Regions from separate parts of the Astyanax mexicanus genome. Here region 2 is linked to region 1. A link is a contact called in public Hi-C data. All regions are on one chromosome and are shown on one strand. Each heading gives the region's core, a stretch centred on a gene start, on an enhancer-like site or on the middle of the called end of the contact. The rest is flanking DNA. Distances are from core to core; before and after follow the strand shown.

Region 1 (7,593 bases), core at 3,736-6,235:
CAACCAAAATAAATAAGCTCCTTGTCCGAGTCCGTGTGAGAAAAAAAAAACTTATCTTCCTTATCAGGTTGTATTTTAAGTGACTTTCCATGTCCAAAGCATAGACGTGATTTGTAGATCTAAAACAGCGTATTTCAGAGATCCTTCCACTCCTGGAACAGTGCATTGAGCCGTTTGCATTTATGGCCTAAGTGAAAGAAATATATATATGCAGAAAAAAAATATTAAACATTACATTATTTCCATACTTTTGCAACACTAAATACAATAAAATAATACTAAAGAATAACTAACAACAGTTATCACTCATTAATAATGAACAAAGACTTTGACAGAGCAGGGTTTCCCCTTGATTTCTCTTACAAGTGAAAAAACAATAGATGCTTCCCGTTCAGAAAAAAATCGCGCAATGCAAAAGGAAATGCAGCATCCTCGTCATACCAAAAGGAAACTAAAATGAAAGTTAACGCACGCAACCCCCTCTCTTGACCCAATAAAAATATCCACTTGTAGGGCGCAAATGGTTTATTGGTCGTCGAGCGACAGGACACCGGCAGTATAACTGTACTGGTTAATGCAAAACGCACGCATGCTTGACTTGTGTGCTGAACAGTCGATAGAAGCTGAGTAATAGGACTAACATTTGCTAGTACTCACATGCAATGAATTTTTAAGACAGTGTTGAAAGCATCAAAGACATACCGCCACAAAAGCATGTTCAATATATATATATATATATATATATATATATATATATATATATATATATATATATATATATATATATATATATATATATATATAACAAAACATTAACGCATATATTCATATATATGCGTTAATATTTTGTTACGGCACTAAAAAAGGGAATAAAACTAGGAAAAATAGGAAAAATAAATGCGATTCAGTTAATGATTAAATACAGTCACGTCACGGTTACATATTACGCATCATTTACACAATGCACTAAAACTGCTATAACCTGTTGTCTGACTATTTAACCTGCTGTTCGCAGAATAGTGCATTTCTTATGTCTATTCTTTAGTTGTAAATGTTATTTATTATAACAATCATACACAACGTATATATGAATTTGGATGTTTATCCACAGTAACTCTGCGATAAGATGAAATTAATCACATATCTAAAGGTATAAACACATATGAAAAATACGACAAGAGTAATTTTAATATGTGCTTGGGATTTCAACCGCTTGTATGTATATTTTGGCCTATTTTTGCTGGCAGATCCTTTGTCTCATGCAAGTGGATCAGACCATAATCTACTGTGTACTGGCGCACCTCAGCCAAAACAGTTGTGGGGGGGGGGGGGGGGGTCTGTTTATTCAATTTTGTGTTTTAAAGTTCCTATGTGACTTGCATTGGGCAATCTCATTGGAAGGGAAAGGGAAAGCAGAATGTCTGAAAAAAATACAGCTTTATGCTCTGCGGTCCCCCGGCGCATGCAATCACAGCCCCCCTCAAGGGTGCTATTTTGAAGGCACAACCGCTTGCGATTGGTCAGTGACTGGTCAGATGGTACGGTTTCCCTCTGTCCCGCACTGGCACATAGCCACCCAGCAACCCCCCCCCCCTCAACTAAAACCCAATCTCCGATAAACTACTAATAGCTAAACCACTTGGACTATAAAACACAACAAATCATAAAGCAAGGAAAAGAGCCGTGCCCTCCCAATGAGTTCCTATTTTGTAAACTCAACTTTCCCTGTGACTCTGCCCGGAGGACAGGAGTCGTTCTTGGGACAGATACCTTTATACCCCTCCGGATACACAGACCCTTTACGACACTACCCCGGTGCTGGTTATGGAGCTAGCAGTGTCCAGGAGAAGGCGTACCCCTCCTCCTTTTACCAGAATGGTGCGTACGGCAGAGCGAGCGCCGCCGGTGCCTGCGATTACGCGACGGCCAGCTTCTACAGGGAAAAGGACCCCGCTTGTGCTCTGGCCAGCATAGAGGAACACTCTCTCGTCCTCAGTCAGGACCACCGTAAAACAGACTGCACAGGGCCGTCGATGAAAAGCATCTACAACGAGGTTGACGATCAGAAGCCGACGGCGCCGGTTTACCCATGGATGCAGCGAATGAATTCGTGCAACGGTAAGGTTCACGCTTTAAAACTATTTGTCGCTTACTGCTCTTTAATATTTTTCTCTCACTGTTGACACGCAGAGCTCAGGCGTGTTACGTGACTAACTGACCGACTGTACAATGCCGGAAGCCCGCTCAGTGAAAATACTCTAACCATTATGTTCGTCCCCACCGTACTGTCACATTGACAGCAGAGATCACACATTCCACCTGTTATATATCATATGGTGGCATATTCGAATAAATTCCACTGTTGATTGCGAACAATTTACTTCGGTTGTTGCTATACATATATTCAAATAATAAAATTAACCGCGCAATGCCATGTAAGACCGCTGCAGTTGTTGTTTTAGTGGGTGCCTATTGTCATAAAATGGATCGTGTTTTTTTGACAATGTCCAGCTGTTCACGTGCTCTTGTACACATCGCAAAAAACAAAGTGATAAAGTATTTTGAAACCAAACCACTGCACTAGTTTTATTGAGTATTTAGTGAGATTTAGTGCGAAAACAATCAGCCCAGGCAACATGACATGAAAGCAAAATTAACCCATTCAGACAGAATATCATAACAGAATATCATCATGTGACCTGCCTAACGCTCCATAATTTTTAAGGATAATATGACCTCTATGTGTTGATTTGCTGCCTTAAAAAGCTCTGCATTTTCCCATATGTCAACAGTTAAAAGTTTCATTGGTAGTGGGCGCTGTATTCCTCCTCAATATCAGATAAATATTTTTAATGCAAGAGGTACTTGCAGTAGAGCCCAGGCATTTATATAGATTCGACTTTGAGTTGTAACGTCAAAATTCACTAGCTTAAAGTTTTGTACTTATACTACCTCAACTGGTTGTTACAGCAACGTCTCCTAAGTTATGAAGCAGAGAGCTTTAAAAAAAAAATCCGAGGCATAAACTTTGAAAAACTGCTTTCTGCCTTCAGGCCTTTTTCTCGGATGCATTTGTCATTGTAATATGCACGCTTTTCGTGTTAATGTTTGACTTTCTTTTTTCACACTTTCTTCCCTTTTTTCGGACAGGGACCTTCGGTAACCCCGGTAGGAGAGGTCGTCAGACGTACACCCGTTACCAGACGTTAGAGCTGGAGAAAGAGTTTCATTTTAACAGGTATCTGACCCGGAGGCGCCGTATTGAAATCGCGCACGCATTGTGCCTGACGGAACGCCAGATCAAGATCTGGTTCCAAAACCGGCGCATGAAATGGAAAAAAGAGAACAAACTTATCAACTCTTCACAAACCAGTGGGGAGGAAGAAGAGGAGAAGAGGACAGAATAAAATTGTGGACGCAAGAAAAATCTAAATGGCATAATAAGATACATTTACATGTATCATCAGAAACGAACTTTCCTTTTGTACATAAATGCACACCGGTGGAGTTGTGTTGGTAAATTCGTTGTAGCATTCCTCTTATTGTCGTTTTTATCATCATTATTTTTACATGTCTAATTAATGTGTTTGTGTGCAAGCATATCTTGACTTACTATTTGGTCTTACACTTGACGGCCATGTTTAATGAAGCTATTTCAAATGTTATATTCATGTTCATATTTAAGCTATGTGAAAATAAAATGGAATTCTCATTGTATGTAATAACGTTTTTTTATTTCTAAGAGCAATGATCATTTAGACACTGTTGTGATGAATAGTATATCGGTAAAAATGAGCTTTCCTACATGTCCCAAACTAGTTCGAAGATGAGAACTATATAAAGACACTAGAAAGTATGACTTTTGTACGTGGTTGTCATTTGTTTTTCATTTCATCCGAAGAAATAAAACGAAATAAACTGACAGCATATTCCACCTGCGATATGTGTTGGTAACACATAGTGTTATTTTATTAGTACTCTGAATTTGTAAGGCACTTAGCTTATGCGATTATAGTAATAGTATGTCCATTGTAAATGTGTAGAAGTGGTCTGGAAATGGACTTGAATCTGGACTTTATTCGGGGGAAAGACAAAATTATTCAAGAAAATCCCACTGCCACGTGTTCTCACCGCTTTAGAGCCAGACAGTGAATTACAAGGTGCACGCACTCAAACAACCCGTCAAGTGAATTGTTTCGTTTTTAAACAATGAAAGGCAAAGTGACCAAGAACTCGATTGTAAAATGGTCCTTATAAAGTGAAAGGAAGAGGTCAGTGGTCTTAATAGATGGCCAAAGGAGAAAGCTGACCTGTCCGCGCCAAGCACTCACAAAAGCCTCGAAGCTTGAACCACTTAGTAGTCTTCTCAGGTGAAGGCCTAAGTGAGCAAGCAAAATCTCATCCGGTTTAGACACTACATTAACAAAGTAAAATGTAAAAATTCTGAATATTGTGAATACGTATTCAAATGTATTCCTAATATAATTTTTTGATTTTTTCAAATATTGAAAAGACTGCATTTTACACACTGCCACAGTTAATTATATATATATATGTGGCACACTGCATGTCATAATGTACATACATGAAATAACTTGTGCCTTTATGTTAACAAACCATATATCAGCTTGAGCCATCTATCACAGCCCTAAATTCCTTGTGTGCTACTCAGTCCATATTTGTTTAGTAGGAGACTCTTCTAAGGTTCTATGCATTCACAATGAACTAAACATTGGATATTCACATATATCTAGCTAGTTTATAAGAAATCACGTTAAAATATAATTTTAAAGATACGGTACATTATTATTATTATTATTATTATTATTATTATTATTATTATTATTAGTATTAGTATTAGTATTAGTATTATTATTATTATTTTAATTCAACTGATTGATTAATTTAACTGATAAAATCATTTTAGGAGGTGAATACACTGATTAAAAATTTTGTTTATAAAAAATCTATTAACGAATACAATTTAGATTTTTTTATTAAGAAAATTTTAGTTTTTTTAACCTTAACATTCCCAGAAGGCAATGTATTTGACCAGATGCTGAGGTTTTACTTTCACGTAAAGAAAATAAAATGTGTAGAGAAAATGTCTTCCCTGTGCTATAATTTATTTCCCCAGTAGGTGACGCTGTCGGCTCACATGCAGCATATCCATGCCATGGGAGGCACACGTTGACTCCAGCCTAACGACTCCCCGTCTCGTCATCATTTGTAACCATAGAGCATGAATTACCTCTTGAAGTCATCAGTGAGAATTTACGACTGGTCAACAAAAGCACGTGATTCCCAAACGCACCCCCACCCCCATATTTGGCCGCATACATAGCAAAAACGAAGTACAGTGCATTGCTATAATTCATTAATACATCATAAATCGTGAAGCACAGCGTTATAACGACCAAGATCTACAAATCAAGCCCTCTAAAACAACCTAAATGAGCTCTTACTTTGTAAACTCGTTCTCAGGGCGCTACCCAAATGGCCCCGACTATCAGTTACTAAATTATGGAACTAGCAGCAGCGCTATGAACGCTTCGTACAGGGACTCCGGCACCATGCATTCAGGCTCTTACGGCTACAACTACAATGGGATGGACCTAACCGTCAATCGTTCAACCAACACGGGCCATTTCGGGGCTGTTGGGGACAACTCCCGCGGCTTCCAGTCTCCAGCGCCGGAGACGCGATTCCGGCAGCCGTCAAGCTGCTCTCTCGCGTCTCCGGAACCGCTGCCCTGCTCCAACAGCGAAAGCCTGGGACCCAAAGGCACTTCGCCCCCCTCCGACCAAAGCGTCTCCGCTGCGGGTAGTAACCTTACCAACAGCACACATTTCACAGAAATCGACGAGGCCAGTGCTTCATCCGAGACCGAGGAAAGCTCCCACAGAGCGGCCAACACAGCTCCCCGGACGCAACAGAAGCAAGAGTCTACGGCAACCTCCACCACTCCTGCGACTACGGATGGCCAAGCACCACAGATATTTCCCTGGATGCGGAAACTACATATTAGTCATGGTACTCCCGTATTATCTTTTCGCCTCTGTTTTTAATCGAAATATGATTGTCTGTGTCGAGTTTCTGTGCCCTTTACAGCTACACGGAGGTCCCGTAATTAGCCTTTATTTTAGATGTTCACGATAGTGTCATAAATCTTTCAGGTCTGTAGTAGCCAAAACTGTGAGAGAGAAATAATGTGAGGAGAAGAGAGTGCAGCAACGTATGAAAGCTTAGAAGTTGTAGATTGTTTAAAAAGTTCTGCTGTATGGATGGAATGTGTGGGGAATGTGGGGGGAGAGGAGAAGCAATAAAACTGAGAAAGGCGAGATGGAGAAAAGAGGGAAAATGAAAAACAAAAAAAGTTAAACGTACTTCGTGAAGTTTGTATATATATATATATATATATATATATATATATATATATATATATATATATATATATATATATATATATATATAGTTGCTAATAAGCAAGAAACCCAAACTGATTGTTGGATTGTGATGCATATATGCACTGTACCATTTGGTGACTGCACTGTACGCATTCAGTCATAAATCGTCAGGAAGACATTGGTATTTGTGTGTTCTTTTTCAAACTGCACAAAAATGTGTTGGCAAACTGCTGTGTTGATTCCATTCTCGCTAACATTTTATTCACTTTTGCATTTTATCCATGCCATTCAGATATGACTGGACCAGACGGCAAAAGGGCCCGAACTGCCTATACCCGCTATCAGACGCTAGAGCTGGAAAAAGAGTTCCATTTCAATAGGTATCTCACCCGGAGGAGGAGGATAGAGATAGCCCATGCTCTATGCCTCTCAGAACGACAGATTAAGATCTGGTTCCAAAATCGGCGGATGAAATGGAAAAAGGACAATAAGTTGAAGAGCATGAGCCTGGCTACCGCAGGTAGCGCTTTTCAGCCATAGTGGTAACGCAAACCCTACTCTAAGTGTTGTGCAAATGAAATCAGCAGGAAAATTAGAAGAAAATAGATTTCAATACACTACAAAGAGTACTGTAAAAGCGGCACCTTTCGGCATGTTGTTTGATGTTTAAAGCAACTTAATCTTCTACTGTGGTACTGCTAAAATTAAAAGGAAGTTAGTGTGCATAGCCTGTTCTTTTAATACTATGATTATTATTTGGGGGGGGGGGGGGGGGGGGGGGGGGTAGAAAAATCTAAAATGCCGCCAGTTGTCCTTGTTATGAATATTGTTTGTGCAAGTGCTATGTTAATGCTTTCTTGAGAGTTAGCATGTGAGCTCTTAAATGTTATAACTTATTTACTACCTATAAACGTATATACCTTTGAGTTTACAGCTTAGAGAAGCCTCTGCCCAAATATGAAGTGAAGCTCTAGTTTAGTGGTGACTGCAGCAAGTTCAGCAGAAGCCTAAATGTGTTCATTGGTCCTATATGTTTTAACGTCATTGTCTGGATAAATTCATCGAACCTTTTTAATGTGTTCAAGTTCTTCAATGATTATATATTTTTTGTTTTTGAAAAGGGGAAATAATGTAAATAGTTCTCATTCGATTCCTGTATCCGGTCATACGTGTGTATAGTTATATT
Region 2 (7,270 bases), core at 2,018-4,517, 190 kb after region 1:
AAAAACCTTTAGGCAAAACTTCGATGTGTTTTTTTTTTTTTCACTGCATTGCCAAAGTATCAGTATCAGATATTCTATATCGACATCAAATGATTCAGACTCAAAGGCAAAAAAAATGTGATCAGGACACCACTAATCCAATATGTATTTTAACTTATATTGTTTTTGCCCTCTAGTCGCCCTTTTATAGACAAAAGGTTTTTTTTCCCTGGATAAAATCTGCTGCCAGAATCTTTTGATACAATATAAAATACGATAAGATGTTTAATTGAATAGACAGTGGGATGTTCTAAAACTCCAGCAGCACTGCTGTACCTGACCTACTCTTACCAGCACAACACACACTAACCCATACTCATACACCACCACCTTGTCAGTGTCTCTTTAGTGCTGAGAATTGTATCCACCGCCCCTATAATGATAGTTGCTCTGTAATAGTACTTGGGAGGGGAGGGTCTTGACCATTCAAGAACAAGGTGAACAAAATGAACCAGGTGAAGTGGTCGTATATGGTCAGTGAGCTGATAAAATGGACAAAAAGTAGAGTGTAGAAATTAATTTTATGGCTAAGTTTTGTGTGTCAAAATAACATAGGTAATGGTTCAATAGAAATGCTCTAAAATTTAGATTTTGATTAAAACCTTTCTACATTATCTCTCAATGATAGTAAGGTTTTCGTGTCCTACTGTAAAAGTTGAAATTTTAATAGCAGTGATATGCTGAATCCAATGCATATGGGAAGTAGGTATGACCCCATGTCCTGACAACGTATAAAAACAAACATAAGCGTGTGTGCTGCTTCTGCGTGCACGTATGATGTATCTTCTATTCATTGTGTCCATGTGTGCCCTTGTGGTGTCCGAAACCACACTGCAGCCACAGTTAAATTTCCCTACTCGCCTACACACCATTAATAAATCTACCACAAATACCAGACTGAAAGCTCACTGTACACACTCCCCAACTTCTGCCAATGATCACTAGGAAAGCAGAGGCACACACACTTTCTTCCCCTCTCTCTCTCTCTCTTTTAAAACACACCCACAAAATAGAGTCAGCTTGTGCTATGTTTATGTTCGGTTTGCTTTCATTACAAATAATAATGTATAATGCTCATAAGAAAATATTATGTGAAATTGTATTTTTCTCGTTAGTCAGTCAACAGCTAACATGGGAGGCATCTGTATCTTTAAATGCGATTTTACATAAGCAAGATATTTTATAAGTACCTGAATAAACACAAATCTGGGTGTGAATACAATTCCAATACCTACACCAGTCCCTGCTTTTGTACTTTCCTGCTATTGTACAGAGAACAGGGAGGCACAGGGAGGTATCACTCTCCAAACAATGGTCATCCTATTGAAGGAATGCATGTTCACATATTTAACATCTGCAACCTGTACAACATGACACTGGAACACTTATCTAATGCCATTTTGTTTATGTTTGTACTTGGGCATCTGGACTTTACAATGCTATACAACACACAACAACAACAACAACAAAAGAGCTGCCCTTGGTGATACAAACGATTTACATATCAGTTCAAGTAACGATTATGCTGACATGGTTAAATATGTAATGAACATATATGTTTTTTATTGTGGTTGAGGGGAAACACAAGGAGCACAGCTTCTGATTAGGTTGACTCTCGTTCTAGCACTAGTAAAAATGAAGAAAATGTGATGACACATATTATCTAAGTTATAAAGCAATGCTGTTTATAGAAATATTTCAAACAAAAATAATACAATTCTGCAGAAAATTGCAGATCCAATGCTTTTTAAGATTTTTAATCCAACAAATGTATTTTCCACTGACAGCATTTTGATGGTCCCTTTGTAGATGGCATCTTATCTTTAACATTCGACTACATATCTATGAAATACAACTGACCTTTATTCAAATTATTTAAATAACTGTAATATACTTGAATTAATATAATTCTACGACTAAACCAACCTAAACTAGAACTAAGCAAACTATAGTCTTGTTGAAAATCAAAAGATAAAAGGTTTTCACAATATAAACACACATATATAATCCAAAGGGATCTATTTTTAACACACCATATGTTATCACATGTATATAATGTGACACTTTTATTGCAGTTCTATAGTTTGTTTTACAACTATTTTGATTTACACTAATGGATAGTGTGATGATTTGATCCCAGTTAGAACTACTATCTGTAAAGCAGAACAATTGTGTGACATGTTCATCATTAATATATCATGACAGTTAAAACTGTATTTTCTGTATGCGCCTCTGTTTGCATGCTGCTCATAGTAAACAATACAGAAAGACAGGAAGCATCACATTCTGACATTCCACACTGTGTTTATATAAAGGCAGATACTCTGCACAGTAACATACACTACATATCCAAATGTTTAAGGATACGCATCTACTTTAAGGTGCACTCAGCTGGTCTAATGTGACATCACAAAACTCATTAGGGCTCTTGCTGCTGAATGCAACCAAATGCACAAAGCAATGCTCCACAATCTATAAGAAGGCCTTCATTTAAGTGTAGTGACAGTTACTTCAACAAAAGCAGCAAAATACTTTTTAAATAACATGCATCTCAAAACTTTCACCCGTATACAGTATTTCCACACTATATATATATATATTTTTTTTTTTCAGTAAACGTGATTTCTATTATTTCAATATATATTATTAACTCTTAAGTTTTGCAATTATAGTGCATCAATTTAAATTTCAAAATATATATATATTCATATCATTTTAATATTCGCCATATTGTTCAGCCCTAAGCGTATTATAACCAATACTTAAATCACTCAAAGTAGTCTAATGACAGGCACCCAGAAGGACAATTCAAGCAGAGTGAGCCAGCACTAAGACCTATTTACAGTAGAATTTCACTGCATAATAATTGTATAAAAAACATATTGTAAATATTACATGTAAGCAATCATCTGTTTGTTTGTTTCTGCTTAAAAGGCTATTTAGCATTCCAACAAGGGTCATGGCTAGGTTAAGGAGGGTTACTGAGAGGTCATAGATGCCCTTTGTGTGTGTGTGTGTGTGTGTGTGTGTGTGTGTGTGTGTGTTCGACAGAAGAATGTCAGAGGCCCTCTGCCCGTCAGTCTGCTGTGGAAGGAGGGATGAAGAGAAGGCAGCGGAGGTGAAGGATGGGAGGATGGGGTGAAGGGGAGGTAAGGGGGCACCCAGGGGAGGTCAAAACGCGGTCAAATACAAAACACACATACACACGCACTCGCACACACACACACAGAGTCAAACCCCTGTACTCATTCTGCTAACCCGAACATTCCTCTTCACTATAAGACCATTTCCTTTTGACAGTCCGCTCCCTCTGAAAACACACATAGACACAGACGGACACACACTCACACAATACAGGCCTGGGGGCTATATTTAGTTTTAAAACAGGAAGCAACTAAAGGCCGGTGGCAAGTCCCCCGGTCCTGTCAAACCATGCCTTGACTCACTTTATTCACGATGGCAGCACCTGTATTAGTACTGTGTGATTTTTATATATTTGACAATTATGTTATTTGGTTATATTTAATATGAGCCCATCATTTATTAGCACTACTATTATATAATTTAGCATTTGGACAAACTTAAACTGTAATTTTAAGACAATATACCCACTAAACACCAAACAAATAATCTGTATTTTGAACTGTCTTTTTCAAACAGTATACCCACAAGTGCCCACAAGTTGACAGGCACTGCAATTTTCTACTAGCCTAAAAATCAATATTACCAATTCAATGTAAAGACCAGTACATCACCCAGTACTAGGTCTAAATGAATAAACAGGCATTTAAATAGTAGCATCCAAATGAATGAACAAGCAGGACACATCTCCAAATCTGGAATGAATGCACAAAGATGCCTCCTATCTTTCAGCATGGCATCCACCAGAAGGCTCTCACTGTCCCCTACACCCGTGAAAGCACCCTTAATCTGACCTCTTGGACCAATAGCTAAAAAATGAGACCAACCTTTGACCCAAAAGACGTTTGCTCTCTTCCTCCCCCCTCTCTCCCTCTCTCCCTTCTTCCTCTTGGTGCAAGGATGACAGCTCACAAATCAAGAGCGCTGTACCAAGCTCTGTGCGCATCTGCAGAGTGTACAGAGACAGAGAGAGAGAAAGAGACGGCATGTTTTTAGAGCTGTACACACGCATTCATCTGCTACCATTTTATTTTGGAAGCATTCATACATCTACAGCAGCATATGGACCGCATACAATGTAATTATACAACACAGCCGTGACTCATGGTCGTGAGGCTGTTTTGTGTACCTGATGATTTGGCATGTTGATATTGGCACACAAAATACAGAAGCTAGAAATCATACATCATGGAAAAAGGCAGAAAAAGGAGGGGAAGAATGTGAGGAAATATATACTGTACATCATTTGATCTCAAGTAGCCTTATTAATGAGGTTCTCTTCAGGAAAACATGTATTTTTGAGGGACATGAACAAATAATCTGTACTCGCTGTCTGCTGATATAGATGAGCAACTTAACTAGGGATGCGTCACTTTAAATATTTGGGCCAATGCCAATGCGACATTTTTCTTGGACATATCTGTCAACACCAATGTTGATGCTGGCACACACTGATAAACTGAAGAAACTGGAACTAGATCAATTTTAGTCCAAATGCCCAGCAGTGTTTGTTCTGCTCTAGACAGAATACAATAAATGAATCTTCAAATTACTATATTTTATAATGTATTTCTTGATCAATACTTTATCATTCTGATCTCAATATTAACAATTTAAAAGAGAAAAACTGCCAAGAATGCCCAGAGTTGATGTCTATCTCTTACCTTTATAAACCGTCAAAATTTTATGTGCTAGTTCATGTAATGCACCCTATAGTAAAAATTATCCAGTGACCAGAAATGTGTTTTTTAAAATCATATAACTGTTATTGAAACATTTTAGCATGATATATTTTGATACTGAAATCCTCTTTAATCTGATATGACTCCTTTACCTGTGCATCCAAAAATTATCCTGATCAGATGCAAACTCACGTATATCCACAATTGATGATATCCATACAGTTATATAATAACACCACTGGAACAACCTACTTCTCTCTTTTTGCTTAAAAAATAAAAAATAAAAATTATTAACATTAAACTTCCACATAAACACATCTCAAAATAATTGTAACATCAGTATTGAGAAATCACATTTAAAAATAAAACAAGTTATATTTAAAAGGTAGAAATATTGTCATTTTACTATTTGTTAGGAGCAGGAAATTATTAAATCTCAATACATACAGTAATCAATGTTTTTTTTTTATAAAGGTGATCTGTTTTTCTAAAATTTCATACATTATACATTATTTAAGGCACCCATCACTGACTGTCATTAATTACAGGGCATATTAAATAAATTTAGCAGATATCTGTTGGTGATGTTTTTTGCAGCTTTTCTGTTTATTTTTTGTTTTGTTTTGTTTATATTGATATCGGATTTATATTGCATCAACTGAAATGAACAGCGATACAAACTTATGGCCATATTGTCCAGTACAGCTCAGAATTAAAAAGTTCAAGGAGGATAAGTATTTTTCAGGCTGATGTTCATAAACAGAAGAGTAATGAACTGAGGTTTGCTTTTTGTGACCTATTACAGGCTAGACGAGTTCTGCTAATGTAGCATTCTTTACAGATACAAGCCCTGAGAGAGTCTTTAAGGAGAGCCTGGAGAAGGGGGCAGAAGCAGAAAAAAGATTAACTGTATTTATCTTGCTGTCTCTTGTTCTAATACATATCTGTCTTAGTGTCTCAGGTGCTACGATGTGTGTATGTGTGTCTGTTTGAGATGGTGTTTTGGTGCCTATAGATGAAAGAATGTGTGTCTTTTCGCTTATCACTCACAACAGCAGTTTTGTTTGCTCCTGTTACCTTGAAAACAGCAACCACACATGCATATATACACACACACATGCACACACACCTCTGCAGGTGGTCTTTCCGAATAATGAAGAGAGGAAGAGAGACCGAGGTTAAACAAACCTGTAGTCCCCTCCATGTTATTGTAATAACAAAACAGAATTACAGTACATTTTCAGCATGGTAAAGCAGTGTGGAGTGTGTGTGTGTGTGAGACACTGCTGAGCACTTAAAACAGAACAGGAGACAAATTTACACAGGCTGAAGGACACACATCCTTGACTCTAAACCAGACACGCAGGAGCCGGTCTTACTGTGTCGTGAACAAAAATGTTCCACACCATATAACCAGCTAGTCCTGAGAGCCAACGGGTGGTAACACACACACTTTCTCTAACACCAATAAAAGCAGCCGAGGCCTGAGAGATTTCTATACGTAGAACACTGGTTCCTAAAGACAGTATTAGTCAACCTCTTGCTCTACAATGTTCTGAATTTGCCCTAACCTAACACACCTTATTAGCATACGATGCATCACAGTTAGCTTACTTTATTGTGAACTACAAAAAAGTACCTAGTGTGCAAGACCTAAGATTTGGAACATCTGAAAGAGTGATTACAAAGTCACATGCAAGAAAAGCAACAGAAAAAATTAGGACTGATTATTCCAAATGCTTTACCTGGAAAACGCCCCGACTGTTTGTAGTAGTCTCAGGTAATATCCAATATCTTCATCCGTTCAGATGTCAATCTGTGGGCAACGTGCAAGTGGACACAAAAACATAAGAAGTCTTTTTAGTAACTCTGCATTCTGCAAGTTCAATGCTAGAATTCAATTACTAGAAGAGTGTTTCCTAAACGTTTTAGACCATATAACACCCTATAATTAAACTAAAACTACAGAGCACCACCTACAAGTAATTTTAAAAGCATGCTTATGCCAAATACACATGCACACACACACATGCATGTAGGCTAGAGGTGGCCTTAACACATCATACACGAGTTTGTCTGCAATCTGCAAGCTGAGATAGTTTGATGATTGATTATTGCTTGCTGACAGAAAAACTTTGGAAGGCTTTAAACAGAGGGAAAACAAAGAAAAGTGCAAGGAAATAGTGAAATACTGCGTCTACATGGTATCCCCTTTAAACATAAGTTAATCATGCAGCTATTCAGTTAATTAATCTGAACTTAGAAACTAGTGGTAATATATTGTGGAGTTCCACAGGGTTCAGGAAACTGATGGTAATAATTATAATTCTGTAATCTAGTTATGCGAGAAAAGTCTCTCATAACTAATAGGTTCAGCACTAAACACAAACAGTAAATGTTTACACCTG

The links. Hi-C and Micro-C count contacts between places; a contact is called where the count stands out from the background.
Region 2: a contact with region 1 is called in a Hi-C map of muscle, with 11 times the contacts expected there. The contact joins the enhancer-like site here to the promoter of hoxb5a in region 1. A contact is called at or near these places in 2 of 3 Hi-C or Micro-C datasets (both in muscle).

What each region holds. Positions count from the first base shown.
Region 1 is chr19:33,332,801-33,340,393 of AstMex3_surface, forward strand. hoxb5a (homeobox B5a) reads left to right here and starts at 4,986. Exons shown (of 2, transcript XM_022668460.2): 1 at 4,986-6,033; 2 at 6,700-7,593. The coding sequence starts at 5,454. The coding sequence ends at 6,947. All of the region lies in intron 1 of hoxb3a (homeobox B3a), which reads left to right. It overlaps hoxb6a (homeobox B6a), which reads left to right and starts at 1,327. Exons shown (of 2, transcript XM_007232237.4): 1 at 1,327-2,118; 2 at 3,151-3,939. The coding sequence starts at 1,695. The coding sequence ends at 3,407.
Region 2 is chr19:33,525,219-33,532,488 of AstMex3_surface, forward strand. LOC125784469 (a long non-coding RNA gene) reads right to left here. Exons shown (of 4, transcript XR_007427281.1): 2 at 6,608-6,678; 3 at 4,008-4,126. Among protein-coding and RNA genes, the nearest start is that of LOC125784469, 4.6 kb to the right of the region's middle. Within about 2 kb of position 3,268, the one cell type or tissue checked has an H3K27ac peak away from gene starts, as active enhancers do.